Linked DNA regions of Canis lupus: region 2 is linked to region 1. Evidence: chromatin contacts called from public Hi-C data. All regions are on one chromosome and are shown on one strand. The core of a region is the stretch at or near the end of the contact, and the rest is flanking DNA. Distances in the headings are between cores, read along the strand shown. Region 1 holds the start of LOC102154687. Region 2 has its middle 17 kb from the start of MYO5B.

The links. A called contact is a pair of places that touch in the nucleus more often than the background predicts.
Region 2: a contact with region 1 is called in a Hi-C map of blood, with 4 times the contacts expected there. The contact joins the enhancer-like site here to the promoter of LOC102154687 in region 1. A contact is called at or near these places in 3 of 9 Hi-C or Micro-C datasets (amygdala, blood and liver).

Annotation. Positions count from the first base shown.
Region 1 is chr7:78,662,072-78,666,496 of UU_Cfam_GSD_1.0, reverse strand. LOC102154687 reads left to right here and starts at 1,434. Exons shown (of 3, transcript XM_038543941.1): 1 at 1,434-1,759.
Region 2 is chr7:78,744,657-78,749,114 of UU_Cfam_GSD_1.0, reverse strand. No RefSeq gene overlaps it. Among named protein-coding and RNA genes, the nearest start is that of MYO5B, 17 kb to the left of the region's middle. Within about 2 kb of position 1,579, at least 9 of the 20 cell types and tissues checked have an H3K27ac peak or open chromatin away from gene starts, as enhancers often do. A contact at or near this core is called in blood, where this site is marked.

The DNA.
Region 1 (4,425 bases), core at 185-2,684:
AAACTTGACAAAAATCCCCTACCCCTGGACAAGCAGAGCAGGACTAACTCAGTTTTGTGCTGCACCCGCCACCTCCTCTATGACCCCCACATGACCTGCTTATTGCTTAGGGTGCTGCCCCACCTTGGTCAAGCCGCTGGGCACACCCTAATCGGAAATCGGCTCAGTGATAGGCCAGCTCAAGTGGATACTATAGGGTAAGGTGTAATTCAATCGGCCACCTGCGTGTGGACCGACAGGACTGTGCAACTTTCTGCGTATCCCATGGGCCACTGGCCCCTATAAAGCTGCTACGCCTCTTAGCCTTGGGGTCCAAGTCCTGCTCCACTGTGTCGGGTGCACTTGGACCCAAGCTCGAGCTTGTACTAAACCCTCGTGTGTTTGCATCGGTGTCGGCTCCTCGGTGGTTTCTCGGGTTTGCGATCTTGGGCACAACACCAGGTCTGCAGAGAAGTTCAGCTGGGCAGCTAGCAGGGCTGAACCGGTCACACAAGACAGTGGGAGAGACGGACGCCTGGGTGGCTCCGTGGTTTAGCGTCTGCCTTCGGCCCAGGGCGTGATCCTGGAGACCCGGGATCGGGTCCCTGCATGGAGCCTGCTTCTCCCTCTGCCTGTGTCTCTGCTTCTCTCTCTTTCTCTGTATCATGAATGAATAAATAAATAAAATTAAAAAACAAAACAAAACAAAAAACAGTGGGAGAGGCCGAGAGAAGACTGAGAAGACACGAGATCCCACACGCTGGGGGCCTCGAGGTGCCTTCCTAGTTCCCTTTCTCAGGCTTTGGGACACACACAGCATCACGAGGCGGCAGCACTCCCAGATGTCGGTGTCGGGGAGGCTGAAGGGCCTTTAGACCCCAAATGATGATTTTCCAGAGACAAAACTTATGTATTTTTAAAAAAAGATTTTATTTATTCATGAGAGACACAGAGAGAGGCAGAGACACAGGCAGAGGGAGAGGCAGGCTCCCCGCAGGGGGCCCGATGCGGGACTCGATCCAGGGTCTCCAGGGTCAGGCCCTGACCCAGGCGCCCCAACTGTGTATGTATTAAAGCTAAGCTGACTCCTGGGAGGCAGTTGTTGGTTAAGCGGCGACCCCCTCCGTCTCCGGGTCCGCACCCTTCTTAACGAGAGACCCGACTGCGTTCCGGGGGCGCTGGGCTGGGCCGGGGGGCGGGAGGCGCTGGAGAAACTTGGGGCCCAGCACCTCCCCGCAGCCCCGCGCCACCCCGAGCGCCACCTCCCGGCTGCGGCCCGCCCCTCGCGCCGTCGGGGTCCTACCTGCCGCTCGGCCACTCCGCCCCGCGCCGCACAGGGCGCCCTGAGGTACGCACCGGAAGTGGGCGCTGTCACCATGGGAACCGAGGCCCGCGCCCTCGCGGGGGCTGAATTACTGAGCCTGCGCGGGGCGGCCTCGTCTTGGCCACGCCCCCTCCTGGGGTCGGGGACCGTTGGGGCGACTGCAGCAGCGCCCTTCCCCGGGGGAGGCTCGGTATAGTAGGAATACGGTGTGACAGCAAACAATTCAATGCTTTATTTTATTTTATTTTATTTTATTTTAAGATTTTAAAAATGTATTCCTGAGAGACCCAGGCAGAGGGAGAAGCAGGCGCCCTGCGGGGAGCCCGATGCAGGACTCGATCCTGAGACCCCGGGGTCACGGCCTGAGCCCAGGCAGGCGCTCCCCCGCTGAGCCATCCGGGCGCCCCTAAATTCAAAACAATTTATGGGCTTGAAGGGGTTAGATTGACCCTGGAGGTGAGGTTGAGAGAATAATGATGTCCGCACACAACCTGTACTTTCTGTGTATATATTTGGGTCTGTTTGGTTTGGGGTGCCTCAAACTCTGTATAGTTGGATTGTGGGGTTTTTTGTTTTTTCTTTTTTATGATCTGAGGATCTTTCTATCATTAAGGATTAAATACGTTTACTGACATTGCTGTAGTTTGCAAATCAGTATAAGAACTTGGTGAAAGATTGTCCTGAACGGGAGCACTGAACACACGCCTAGATTTGGGTTGAAGTAGGCAGGACCGTGCTGGGTGCTGGGTGCTGGGTGGCAGGAGCCAGAAGGTGTGCACCAGAGGCTGGTGGGCGGATCCCATGGCGGTTAGAACAGCTAAGTCACTAAGCCCCTTGAGAATGATAGTTTTAGAGCCCGTTAGGGTGTGATGACAGAGGGACGGAGGAGTCGTTTGGGGTGATGGAACTTCTCTGGATGCTGATTGCGCTGGAATTTACACAAATCGATACATGTGCTAAACCTATAACAAGGCAGTTTTATTGTATTTTAATTTTAAAAAATAGAAATTTACAATTTAACCCCCAAATAAGTAAACCTCCTGTGTCTGACCACCCAAGGTGATGGATATTTTGTTTCTTTAACCAGTCTGATTTCTCTGCGATGTCTCTTCAGCTGTCCGTGTTTTATCTATAATTAAAAATGGCAGAGTTCATCAGTCTTACCAAGACTAAGACTTGATGCTGCCCCTGTCATAGATTTGGTATTTAGGGCGCCTGGGAGGCTCAGTCAGGTAAGCATCTGCCTTTGGCTCAGGTGGTAATCCTAGGGTCCCGGGACCAAGCCCTATGTTGGGCTCCCGGCTCAGTGGGGAGCCTGCTTCTCCCCTGCTTGTGCTCTCTCTCTCTCTCTCTCTCTCTCTCTCTCACACACACACACACACACACACACACACACACAAAATTGGTATTTATGGTGAGCATTCTGAACACTGGTGCTCACCCACAGTGCCAACACATTTCTAAAAAAGGGGATTATGGGTTGGGGTTAGGGTTAGATTGGAGTTGGGATTCTGTTAGGTTTGAGTGAAATTCATAATAAATGAGAGGAGAGGGAGCCTTGAGCAGAGGTGTTTCAGAGAATGCTGGGAATGGGCCACACTTTAGCCTTTTTATATCAGGAGCAAGACCGCCAGTGTGTTTGCCTCTGACGGGTAGAATAATGAGAGTTTGTATTTTATTCTCTATACGTTACTGTGTTGTTCAGATTTGCAGTTAAAAACATGTGCCACTTTTATAAAAGAAAAAGCTAATGCTAAAAAGGAAGACTGAAGTTGATCTTCCTAAATATCTGGAGCAGGTATTCTGAATTTGTTTCCTTTAGCGCGAGGCTCAGGAAGGATGGTGCTGCCCTGCCATCCAGTGGCCGAACGGCAAAGGGCCTTCCAAACCAGCATTTCGGTGAAACAAAAATTGGTTTTACCAACTTTGAGGAAGACAACAGATATACCTTGTTCTGGGTAAAACTTTGATTCGGTTGAAGACTTATTGATCCCAAACACAGATCAAGTATTCTATCTTACGGTAAAATCTCATCCTTTTGGCATCGTCAAGGAACAAAACTCCTCCACGCAAGGCTTAACTCTTAAGGAACTGTGTAAAAATTAAATGAATGCTCTCGCTGTTTCTTAAACAAGAATCAATTGAACAAAACCACCTTTCCTTTAGAGCTCCTGGTTTAAAAAAATATCACCAGGAAGAGCCTGGTTTAGTTGTAGTTACTCAGTAAATCCTGGGCTTGGTGTAGCAGTTTCTTAGGGTTACACCCTGCATTGGTTTGCTAGGTCAGCTACAGCATAGTGCTACAGACTGGGTGGCTTGAACAACGGAAGATCCTTGTCTCACAGTTCTGGAGGCTGCACTTTCAAGATCAGGGTGTTGGCAGCACTAGTACCTTCTGAGGGCTGGGAGGGAAGGTTCAATTCCACGCTTCTCTCTCTTTGGCTTGTGGATGGCCATGTTTTCCTTGTGTCTCGTCACCTTCCCTTCCCTTCATATGTGTCTGTGTGCCCAAATAGCCCCTTTTAATAAAGACTCCAGTCACATTGCATTAGTGCCCATGTAAGGACCCCAGTTTAACTTGCTTAACCCTTTAAAGACCCTATGTCCATATAAGGTCACACGCTGAAGTGTGAGGGTTAGAGTTCAACATGTGAATGGGGGCAGGGTGCACCATTCAACCCTGATTCGGCTTTCTATCCAGCTGAACCACAATTCTGTTTTGATAAACAATAAGCATGAGGTGGGCGATACAAAGAAAAGGTGCCGTTACCATTTCATAGGCATCATGGGTGGCCGTGAGTCAGACAAGAATGGAAGGGGCCTGACCAAGAGCTGGGCAGACCCCGTGATGGATGGTGGGGATTGTTGACCCAGCAGGCGACGGGGTGGGCAGTGTGGACACACACTGCATGGAGTGGGGAGGGGGGGCCATCAGCTGGCCAGGCATTGAGGGGAAGTACATTGTCTGGCAGTGGGGTATTGGGGCCCATGCTGAGGATAAGAGAAAAGGGATGGGGGACCTGGAGCCAGTGCAGGTTCTGGGAGCAGCTTCACTGGGGCATGATGGCGAAGAGCTGAACCACTCAACTGCAAGATGTGCATGTCATTGTTGAACTGTGTAC
Region 2 (4,458 bases), core at 330-2,829, 82 kb before region 1:
TTCTGCCAAGCGACAGGGAAATTCTGGAGCCTTTAGAAGCAGGAGCAATAAGTCTGTTCCACAGTTTGTTTGTTTGTTTGTTTAAGATTTTACTTATTTATTCATGAGAGACACAGAGAGAGGCAGAGACACAGGCAGAGGGAGAAGCAGGCTCCATGCAGGGAGCGTGATGCGGGACTCCATCCTGGGATCACATCCTGGGCCCGAGGCAGAGGCTCCACCGCTGAGCCCCCCAGGCATCCCCTGTTCTACACACTTGATTGTGTTTAGCATGGCACTACTGCAGGCGCCTCGTACTGTTCGTGTGCGTTTCTCCTCCCAGGTCTTGGTCTTGTTCCAGGAGAAGGAACTGTATCCGCCCTACACCGCTTGCTCCAAAGGGTCTTGCAGGGGCCTTCGTGTAGCCAAGAAGGTACCAGTCACTGAAGACCGTGGCTGGTGTGCTCAATACAGACTAGCCTCTGCACGTCAGCAAGCCGACCTTAGCGTGGTATTTATAGGAGTGATGCTGATAGTCATAATGAATAATCGTTGCTGCTCTCATAATTGCATTTTTTGTTGATTTCTCCAGTTGTTTAAGGCCATTTATAACAAGCCAATTGGACTTTAAATCCCACCACTGCCATTTTCCATGGTAATACTGTACTTTCTCATCACTCCTTTAAAAACTGTACTCAGCACATTCTGTAGGCCGAGGAAATAAACTTCTCATCTGTAGCATGTCTATCAATAAACATGTTTTAATTCCAATCACACGTCTCCTCAGTGTAGGATTATTTCTCATCCCCTTCAAATGGCAATTGCAGTTTATTTATATACCGGATAATCAGTGTTTGCCATGGTCTTCCTGGGGTGACAGCTGTGGGGCTGGTGTTAACCCCAGAGGCAGCACAGGGCCACGGTCCTCTATCCAGAGTCCTTGGGGCCAAACATGTTTTGGAATTTGATGCTTTTTGGACTTTTGAAAGGTCGTACATTCCCGAGCCACAGATTTTTATGATACTCTCAGTGATAGCCGGGCCTTGTCCAGTGACCAAAACATGAGGACTTCCGTGGGAAGACCTAGTGAGAGCAGCTTAGGGGGTGTCACCCTTGTTTGGGTCAGGTCTGCTGCTAAACGAGGGTTGGCATCAGACTTCCTGGTTTCCAAGCTTTTCCGAGGGTGCCCTCTGAAGATGGGCTTGGGGGGGGGGGGGTTGCTCCACCTCCCGCCACGTTCGTGGGGCTGGGACTGGGGTGCCAGAGTCCAGACCAGTCCCGGAGCCCCAGCCCTCTCCTCTCCTTACCCCCGCGCCCCCCCCCACCCATGCATCACTCATTCTCAGGCATCACAACTACCTTCAGCAGACAGAGGTGGGGGCCCGAGGTGCGGGCAGCAGGCGGAGCCCGGAGCGCCCAGGGGAGTGAGACGCCCCGGGCAGGCTGCGAGGCTGGAGGAAGAGGCTCGGGCTCTAGGGCTTGAACCCCCACATTCATGTTCTTCCGGACCTGGAACTGGAGGTCCCGAGATCACGGTCACGGATCAGGTGCCCCAGGCTGCTGGTTTCAGCACCGCTTGAGGACGGCCCCTCTCCGCGCACCCCGCTGCCTGCTTCCCTGCGCCACCTCCCCCTCTCGCACCCCAACGGCCTGCCTGATGAGGCCCCGCTAACCTCCTCCTCAACACGTAGGAGCGGGGTGGGGGGGGCTCAGCGGGTGGGCTGGAGGTGCACAGCCCAGCTGCTAGGAGCTCGTGGTCTAGGGGTGGCCCCCGGCCAGGGAGGGCGCGGGGCGCGGGGCGCGGGGGCACCGGCGCGTGCACGGCACTGCGGACCCGGCAGAGGGCGCGTCCCGCCCTGTGCCCGGGGCAAGGCCCAGCTCCTCCGCCTGGGCTGCGAGCCGCCCCCAGGAACCCCGCCCCCGGGGCACACGCCCCCCAGGCCGGCCTTGCGCCCAGGGCCTCCCCTCAGCCCCCGGGCCCCGCGCGGACGCTCGCCCCCACCCTGCAGGGCCCGCCCGCGGGGCTTCCGACGCGGTGGCTCCGAGGCCCGGCTGGAGAGAGACCCAGCACCCGGGCCCGCCTCCCCGTCTGCGCGGCCCCCGCTCCTTCCGGGCCCGCCCCCGACGCCCGCGCCGCGCCGAGCGCGCTGAGCCCGAGACCTGCGAGCGGAGACTTCGGACCAGGCCTCGCAGGCCGCCCCCAGGAGCCGCACAGCCGCTAGCGGCGCCCGGGGCAGGCCGCCGGCACCCGGACTCCTTAGGCCACTTTGCCAGAACCTTCTCTAAAAAGGAATTTCAGGGATCCCTGGGTGGCGCAGGGGTTTGGCGCCTGCCTTTGGCCCAGGGCGCGATCCTGGAGACCCGGGATCGAATCCCACGTCGGGCTCCCGGTGCATGGAGCCTGCTTCTCCCTCTGCCTGTGTCTCTGCCTCTCTCTCTCTCTCTGTGACTATCATAAATAAATAAATTTAAAAAAACAAAAAATTTTTTAAAAAGGAATTTCACATCGCAGCGCGTGGAAGCGCCGCAAACGCGCAGCCTCGGTCCACAGTACCCGTGTTAGACCTTGACAGGAGAGGCCCATAGCCGGGCGCAGGGCTCCGGAGAGCCCAAGGCTCCTGGGGGGGGGGGGGGGGGGGGCAACCAGGGCTCCTTACAGGGCGGGTTTCCTGCTACCTCAGGGCCCTCCCAACTTAGGAAGCTATGCTCCTTATGTAATGAAGTTCTCATCTCTATTCTGAGGGGCTGTTTGCCCAATTAATAAAAGATCATCAAAATATCAGAAGGATACTTTATAGAAAAAGGAAAATGCATGTGCTTGCGTGTAATTCATGGAGTGTGCATGCATGCGTGCACTTGGCAGATTCGCACCAAGATGCTGTGAGCACACACGCGCGTGGAGGTAGGCCACTGACCAGTGGAAAGGGCCTGGTGCTCTTTCTCAGCCGGACAGCAGTTTACAGGGCGTGCGGGTTGATTCAGAGAGCACTGACGGAGTAGATCCTGGTAACAAATCATGATGTCATGAAGACAGTGCTGAACCAAGAGACAGATTTCTGGGGCGGGGGGGCGGGGGGGGGGCGGGGTCTGTTTTATCATTTCCAAAATGAAACTAACTACAGTGTTTGTGATGGATTTTCAGATGCTAAAATCTGTGGTTCATTGATTTTTTACTGTAGCACTTGCTGTGGGGGAGGCAGCAAAGCAAAGAAACCGAAAGCACAGACTGAGTGTCCAGTCAGGGCCCAAAGGCCAGCACCACTGCCCAAACGGGTGTTTCGGGCGCCCACACCCACGTCTGTGGTTCTCCAAACACTGAGGCTCACTCAGTGTCCAAACTCACTGAGTGTCCAAACACTCAGTTCCACTCTGACACTATGTGCAGTTATTGCAGACCCCACAGGTTACCAGCTCAGACCCCCACACCTGGCCCATTTTGAGGTCAGTCACAAGTGCTGGGCCACCTGCACTTCTGACTATGGGCCATAAACTGGACAGTCCCCTGATCCCCTGTCCCCAGGCTCCATCGAACTGGAACAGCTCGCAGAAGTCAGGAACACTCCATATCCCCATTTCCTGCCTCATTATAAGGGATGTGACTCCGGAAAGCCAAGCAGAGTATCTGGGAGGGAAGGCATCCGTGCCCCCTCTGGGTGTGCCACCCTCCCCACCCTCCCTGCGTTCACCAGCCAGAGCTCCCCAAACACCCAACCTTGCTACGCACGGGTTTACACACAGTTCACTCACTGGCCTCTGCCCTTTCCAGCTTCTTAATGTTTATAACAAGCACGTAGGGCTGACTGAGGACAAGACAGTTGTGCCTACAGTTTTTCAACCATGATTGGACAGTGGGCGCTCAACTGTGGACTGCATTAAATGAAATATGCACCGATTAAAGGAGGTGATGGTCCCACTGTGTTGGGCTCTACAGACCTCTTCTGGGCTGCTTTTATGGAGTTCTGAGCAACCTGATTTCATAGGAATGTGGAAAAATGACCAGTGACCGCTAGAGGGCAAGCTGATGATAAAAGGTCTGCAGGTCCGGACCCCAAAACATGTTTACCTGGAGAATGGGCAGCAAGACACATGATAAAAGCCCCCAAATATTACATTCAGTTTGTAAAGATCCAGACAGCAGCCCCCTGACCAGTGGTAGCTATTTCAGGAAGGTTGATTTCTTTTTTTTTTTTTTAATTTCATTTATTTATTCATGAGAGACACAGAAAGAGGTAGAGACACAGGCAGAGGGAGAAGCAGGCTCCATGCAGGGAGCCCGTCATGGGACTCCATCTGGGTCTCCAGGACCATGACCTGGGCCAAAGGTGGCGCTAAACTGCTGAGCCACCAGGGCTGCCCAGGAAGGCTGATTTCTTAGCCCTTAGTGGAAGCCCAGCACACACAGAGGAAACTACTCACCTTTTAGAAGTCCAGCTTGAAGAATTGTCTCCAGGTGACATGCTAAGCACCACCCAAACCAAG